Regions from separate parts of the Bombyx mori genome. Here region 1 is linked to region 2. A link is a contact called in public Hi-C data. All regions are on one chromosome and are shown on one strand. The core of a region is the stretch at or near the end of the contact, and the rest is flanking DNA. Distances in the headings are between cores, read along the strand shown. Region 1 holds the start of LOC101735419. Region 2 has its middle 6.9 kb from the start of LOC101735692.

Region 1 (3,318 bases), core at 286-2,785, 49 kb before region 2:
CTCCGCGGCACGCTTCTTACCCTTCTGTACCAGGGTGAATCCATCCGTCGATGAGGCGGGGGCGAGGTCGACCTCCATGTCCGAGTCAGAGTCGGAGCACGAGGAGGCGGGTGCAGGCGACCTACGAGCAAGTGTAGGTGTTTTAGAGGGCGCGACGGAGGCCGCGGATGATCGCTCAGCTGAAACGATGGTCACGGCGGACGACGCAGCAGCTTTTCTCGCCAGTATAGGCGACACGGGAGCGGCAGGCACGACAGAGGCTGCGGTGCTCAATGCAGAAGCTCTGCACGCAGGTACAGGCGACGCAGGAGCAGCGAGCGCGGCGGAGTCCTCGAGAGGGCTCGCAGTGTGATTGGCCTTGAAGGCCAAAAACTCCGAGGCGAGCTGTGGGTGGCGAAGTCGGAGGAATTCCGCGAATACAGCGTCCATGATCGCTGAGTACCCAGGTGGGGCGGCCCCGGGTCTTGAAAACACTCGCCTTGCGGCGAGGCCCCAACTTCTCGGACCTGAGCGGTTCTATTGAACACAGGTGGCAATGCGGCGCGATTACTACAGGACAAAGAAAAAGCACAACAAAACAGAAATTACGAAAAGAAACAAAACAAATAAATACTTGCAGGAAACCACTTTGTCGGCAGATGTACCACGAACACAGAAACAACAAAAGGAAACAAAACAAATAAAAACTTCCAGAAAGAGCACTTAGTCGGCAGATGTACCACAAACACAGGCCGCGCGAACAATGGCCGGGCTAACAAAAGCCGGGCGAACAAAGACCGGGCGATCGAGTGGACGATGAGCACGTCCGCACGTGACGGGTGCCTCTATCGGAATGTGGTGTAGTTGAATCCTGTCTAAGATATGGAATAATTTTCTGGGGAAACTCAACGCAAAAAGATCAAGTTTTTAAGGCACAAAAAAGGTGTTTAAGGTCTATGTTTGGATTGGCAATAGCCGACAGCTGCAAGCCATATTTTGCAAAGCATAAACTTTTTACCCTTCCTTGTCTATATATATACGAAGTTGCATCTTTTGTTAAAACTTGTCCCAATAGATTCACTAAGATGTCTAATGTGGCAAACAGAAATCGACGCGACGATAAGCTATGTTTTCCAAAAACCAAAACTACATTAAAGAATAATAGTATACTAGGTATGAGCGTTAGGATATTTAATAAACTACCGAAGAAATTAAGAGACTTAGATGATTTTAATTTAAAAAAAAACCTAAAAGGTAATCTTATTAGTGAAAATTATTACCACATAAATGATTTTCTTAGGGATGACATTGAAAATAAATGGATTTTTTATTATTAGTTGAATTATGGATGAATGAATGGTAAATTATATAATATTGTAACTATGCACTGCACTAAAACTCGCATGTCAAATAATGACAAAGCATACACGCTGCTTTTAATTTATGTAATAACTCATTTTCACTATGCTTGGCGAATAAATGATTTCTTTCTTTCTTTCTTAAATATAATGCAAAATAAAGTTCGAACTCACTTGTTTTGTGAACGGAGTTACTGAGCACATAGTCACCGAACGAATGATAAGTTTTAAAACAGATTCTGTTTGTGTAAAAAAATTGTCAAAGCGTGTAAATTTACATTTTAATTTAATATACCATACATCAATAAATCTTCCATTTATCGCCACATTTGCATTTGAATTACAGTTGTGTAAATTATGCGAGTTAAAACCTTTTGTTTATTGAAGAAAAGTACAAATTGTTTGTTTATTAAATCGCTTTTGTTCTAAATGAATGATTGTTGGCAGACTCTTGATATATTTATGTCTATCTAGCAGAGCTTAGTTGTCTGAAAATGGTTCTAGGTTTTTAATGCTTTTTTTTTTCCTATGCTGATAGCCTTGAGAGGCTATTTCAGCTTCACCCTAACGTATAGGTGAGCTCACGTGGCTCAAACCGGAGTGTTGCTAACACTGGCCCTAGCAAGAGTCGTGCTTCGCAGAGTCTACCGCCGGATCGGAAACGCGACCCACTGAGAAGATCCGACGAGACACTCAGTGGGCTGTGTCTATGGGTTAATTCGCTTGTCGAGCCCTTAGTCGCAAGAGACGGGTTCGACGAGGACGGTGACCGGGGACTTTTTTATGCGAAAGTCGTTTGGTTGTATTATTTATTATCTGGCACGTTTTCTGCGATTCGGTTCTGAGAAAAGTAGCTTAAATTTATTATTACTTTATTGTTATTATTGAGATTACATTTAAATTATGGTGAATGTTAAATTAGTGACCGCTTCGATGATGGAAGTTCATTGTACAGAGATGACGAGGGACTAATAAAGTCACTTTGTAAAAGCACACAGGCAAAACCAGGGAACCGCGCACGTCTGTTCAGTGGAAAAGCCTTGAAACAAATTCACTGAATAAACAAGGTAGGCACGGATGTTCAAATTTAAAATTCACCGCGATAGTAACTAAACGCAGCCAAGGGAAAAATAACACGTTGTTAAATTCTCAAAGTAAATTTATAATTCATATATTTGTAGGTATAAGACAAAGGGAGGATCTTCCAGCGACCGAATGTTGTTGTTCGGAACTCGTGTATATGCAAGCTTATTGAAAATGTCATAAGCGAGATTCATGCATTTGTCAAATATCTCGTGTTGTATGATGACTACCGCCATAATATAAAAATAAAAAGTATATACCTATATATAGATTTCTAATAAGGATATATAGTAATCATTCCTTGGGCGGTAGTCGACTACTGTAAGTGCATCTTGTAGAAACCGGCAAGACAGCGTGAAAAAGCTTTTCTCTCTCCGCATCAAGCTGAGGACCGAGAAAGGGGTCTCGTCCTAATTCTGGTCTCCTTCCTAGGCCAGTCTAAGGATCGGCAGAGAGACCCATGAAGACGACGTGTAGGCGGTTATTTTTTTTTAATTTTTTTTATTGCCTTTTTAGGCAGATGAGCGTACGGCCCACCTGATGGTCTTGAGAAAGGATTGGGGTCAAAGTGAAATAGCTCTATTTGGTTTTTCATTAAACATGTAATTCTAAAACTAAATTATTCTATAAGTTACAGAAGCCATTATAGTCGATATCTATTCTTCTATACTAATATATAAATCTACAGTGGTTATGTATGTTCGGTTATAACTATTGAACCGTGCATCCGATTGACTTGAAACTTGGTATACATGTAGAAAATACATGTAATTAATGGATAGGCTAATATTTATATGAGTGCTGGACTCCCTACACCAGTTGCGGGGGCGTTAACGATGAGAATCTTTGTGGGGGTGAGAAATAATAATGTTAATTTTAAATGCCCAGCGAAGCGGAT
Region 2 (3,741 bases), core at 562-3,061:
ACAACACGCTATTGACTTTTATAACGTTAATTATTATTATAGCTAGTGAACGTAATATATCGTAACCGAGTTATTATAGTAATTATTATTTTCTATATCCAAGAAATACCGTATAGATAAAATACAGTACTGAATAGAAAATTAAACAACAACTTTTTCATAATACCGTTCAAAACAAAAAGACCTTTAAAAAATAATAAATCAAGGTTTTTACTTGAAATAAATTTATAATCATGAATTTAATCATAAATATTATACATATTGTATTAAAACATATTTTATATTTAATTTAAATTTAAATTATATTTATGATATTTAAATACACTGTACACAAATTATAGCCATAATCTATACTAATATATAAATCTACAGTGGTTTTTACGGATGTTCCGCTATAACTACTGAACCATGCATCCGATCGACTTGAAACTTGGTATCCATGTAGAAAATACATGCGTTTAATGGATAGGCTAATATTTATATGAGTGTTGGACTCCCTACACCAGTTACGGGGGCGTTAATGATGAGAATCTTTGTGGGGGTGAGAAATAATGTTAATTTTAAATGCCCAGCGAAGCGGACGAGTACAGCTAGTCAACTATACAAATGGAATGTAAGAAACACTCATTGAAAATTGAATGAGATGAATAGTTGATTAAACAAAATCAATGCGAAATTCTAAATAAAAAGCAATAGAAACATACATTGAAATCAACAATTATCCTTGACATTTTTGTCTGTTGTTTCCGCATTTTCAGTAAATGCTAACGAATCATAAAAGGAATGATAAAATCGTGGGATAGCGCCACTTTTACATACACTCATTAGATATATGTGTAAAGCTTTGGTGATTAGAATGGGCTGGTGGTAGGCTTGTTGCAACTCAATATTATTACCTGGAACTGTAGGTGTAACATGTGTTCATTTACATCCTCGCTGTCTAATATTTAAAGTAGATTGTGGATTAGTATCAAGTTCGGGATATGCGTCTTCAAAATTGTATTTAAAAAAACAGTTTATTTTTCTGCAAATGTGTCGCTTTAACCCCCATTACATCCACCCAGTGAATTATCTCTCAATTTTTATCTCGCCACCAATTATTAGGTTGTTTATTGTCGTAGATATCGGATTGTTCAAATTCTTTATCACAATACTTTTCGCCAGTTACTTTAGAGTTCATAATAACGTCATATTTGACGTTGGTCGGGAGTTTATACCACTTTATTCTTTAAATTTGGAAAATGTGCAATAGGCTAAGAAAACAAGGCTGTAGAAAACAAGGGAAATAAGTATGCAAGAAGTACGAAAGGCTGTACAAGATATGAAGAATGGAAAATCTACTGGACCAGATGGTATCCCAATAGAAGTGTGGAAGTTTCTGAAAGTGGATGGATGAACGTGGCTGACTTTGTTCTTGAATAAATTGTTCCAAGAAGAGGCCATGCCTGACGAGTGGTGCAAAAGTTCACTTGTACCTGTATTTAAGAACAAAGGTGACATACAGGTATGCGACAATTATAGGGTAATAAAGCTCATGTCACATAGTACGAAAGCTTGGGAGAAAGTAATAGCGAGCAGAATGAGAGAAGAGAGTGAAGTATCACAGAATCAGTTCGGGTTCATGCACATGGTGTTTGTTGATTTGGAAAAAGCGTTTGATTGGGTTTTCCGTAAGGTTCTGTGGTGAAACATGAAAGTGAGAGGGGTGCCAGGGAAATACCAGCGGCTTATTCGAGCTACGCACGGTAGAACCAGTACGTACGTATGCTCCGCTGGCGATACCAACGAGTTCAGTGTGGTGGTAGGCTTACCCCAGGGATCATTTTTAAGCCCTTACCTGTTCATCCTAATAATGTATGCTCTAACAACGGACATACAGGAAGAGGCGCCTTGGTGTATGCTGTTTGTTAACGAAATTGTTCTCGTTGGAGAGGAAAGGCCTGAGGCATGGATGAGACTGGCAAAATAGAAAGAAAGGTTGGAAAACGTGGGTATGAAGATCAGTCGAACAAAAACCAAGCACATGTTTTGTGATTTTGGTGGTTCTTCAGACTTCACGCCAATCGCCTTAGATGGTGTATCCCTCCCAGTCTGCTCCGACTTCAAGTACCTCGGCTCTATACTCCAGAACGACGGAAACATAGACCGGAACGTAGCAAAACCGAATAAGCGCTGGTTGGGTGAAATTGCGACAGGTCTCTGTAACAGCATGCGATCGTAGAATGCCCTTTCAGCTCAAGGGAAAAATTTACAAATCGATCATTAGACCTGTCGTGCTGTATGGACCTGAATGCTGGGCGACGAAAGTAAAGCATGAAAGAGGAATGCATGCGACAGAGATGCGAATGTTGAGATGAATGTGTGGAGTGACAAGAATGGAGAAGATAAAGAACGAGTACATCAGAGGAAGTGTGAAAGTAGCCCCGGTAATCAACAAATTAAAGAGCGGACGGTTAGCGTGGTATGGACATGTGATGTGTAGAGAGGAGATGCATGTGACTAGAAGATGTATGGAAATGGTAGTGCAAGGTAGAGGGGGAAGAGGTCGACCGAAGAAGACATGGATGGAGTGTGTGAATGACGATATGGGAGAGAGAGGAGTTAGTATTTTTTTTTAGTGCTTAGATGGGTGGACGAGCTCACAGCCCACCTGGTGTTAAGTGATTACTGGAGCCCAAGGACATTCTCAACGTAAATGCGCCACCCACCTTGAGATATAAGTTCTAAGGTCGGTGAGATGACGGCTGATAGAAGAGAATGGAATAGAAAAATTAGCCGTGCCGACCCTACCTAGTGGGATAAGGTGGAAAAAATAATACATAAATACACTTATAAATAAATAGGTAAGTAAATATTAATAAATAAGAGCACCGATTTACATGTCATTTGCCGTCAAATCCAAATTGCGACTGTTTATTACAAATTATCGGATGATAAAGTAAACATAATATTGAATATTAAAAAAATTAAAATAAAGGAAAATTATAATAAAAATTCACAATATGTATTACGACCCATAGATTACGAGTCACCCCCGATTACTCTCTTTAGTCAATCCATACCCTGGGCCAGGAAGGTCAAGTACCTGGGCGTTACCCTGGATGCATCGATGACATTCCGCCCGCATATAAAATCAGTCCGTGACCGTGCCGCGTTTATTCTCGGTAGACTCTACCCCATGATCTGTAAGCGGAGTAAAATGTCCCTTCGGAACAAGGTGACACTTTACAAAACTTGCATAAGGCCCGTCATGACCTACGCGAGTGTGGTGTTCGCTCACGCGGCCCGCACACACATAGACACCCTTCAATCTCTACAATCCCGCTTTTGCAGGTTAGCTGTCGGAGCTCCGTGGTTCGTGAGGAACGTTGACCTACACGACGACCTGGGCCTCGAATCTATACAGAAATACATGAAGTCAGCGTCGGAACGATACTTCGATAAGGCTATGCGTCATGATAATCGCCTTATCGTTGCCGCCGCTGACTACTCCCCGAATCCTGATCATGCAGGAGCCAGTCACCGTCGACACCCTAGACACGTCCTTACGGATCCATCAGATCCAATCACCTTTGCACTAGACGCCTTCAGCTCTAGGAGCAGGCTTAGGGACCTCGGTAACCGTACTCGTCGAACTCGACAAAGAGTTCGCCGTGCAACCTAACCCATGAATCAGCTCGCTGAGTTTCTCGCCGGATCTTCTCAGTGGGTCGCGATTCCGATCCGGTAGTAGATTCATTC

What was found. Hi-C and Micro-C count contacts between places; a contact is called where the count stands out from the background.
Region 1: a Hi-C map of posterior silk gland shows a contact between it and region 2, with 1.7 times the contacts expected there. The contact joins the promoter of LOC101735419 here to the enhancer-like site in region 2. A contact is called at or near these places in 2 of 7 Hi-C or Micro-C datasets (middle silk gland and posterior silk gland).

The regions. Positions count from the first base shown.
Region 1 is chr27:9,716,655-9,719,972 of ASM3026992v2, reverse strand. It overlaps LOC101735419, which reads right to left and starts at 1,535. Exons shown (of 4, transcript XM_062676664.1): 1 at 1,512-1,535; 2 at 31-121. The coding sequence starts at 78.
Region 2 is chr27:9,667,966-9,671,706 of ASM3026992v2, reverse strand. No RefSeq gene overlaps it. Among protein-coding and RNA genes, the nearest start is that of LOC101735692, 6.9 kb to the left of the region's middle. Within about 2 kb of position 1,811, at least 1 of the 8 cell types and tissues checked has open chromatin away from gene starts, as enhancers often do.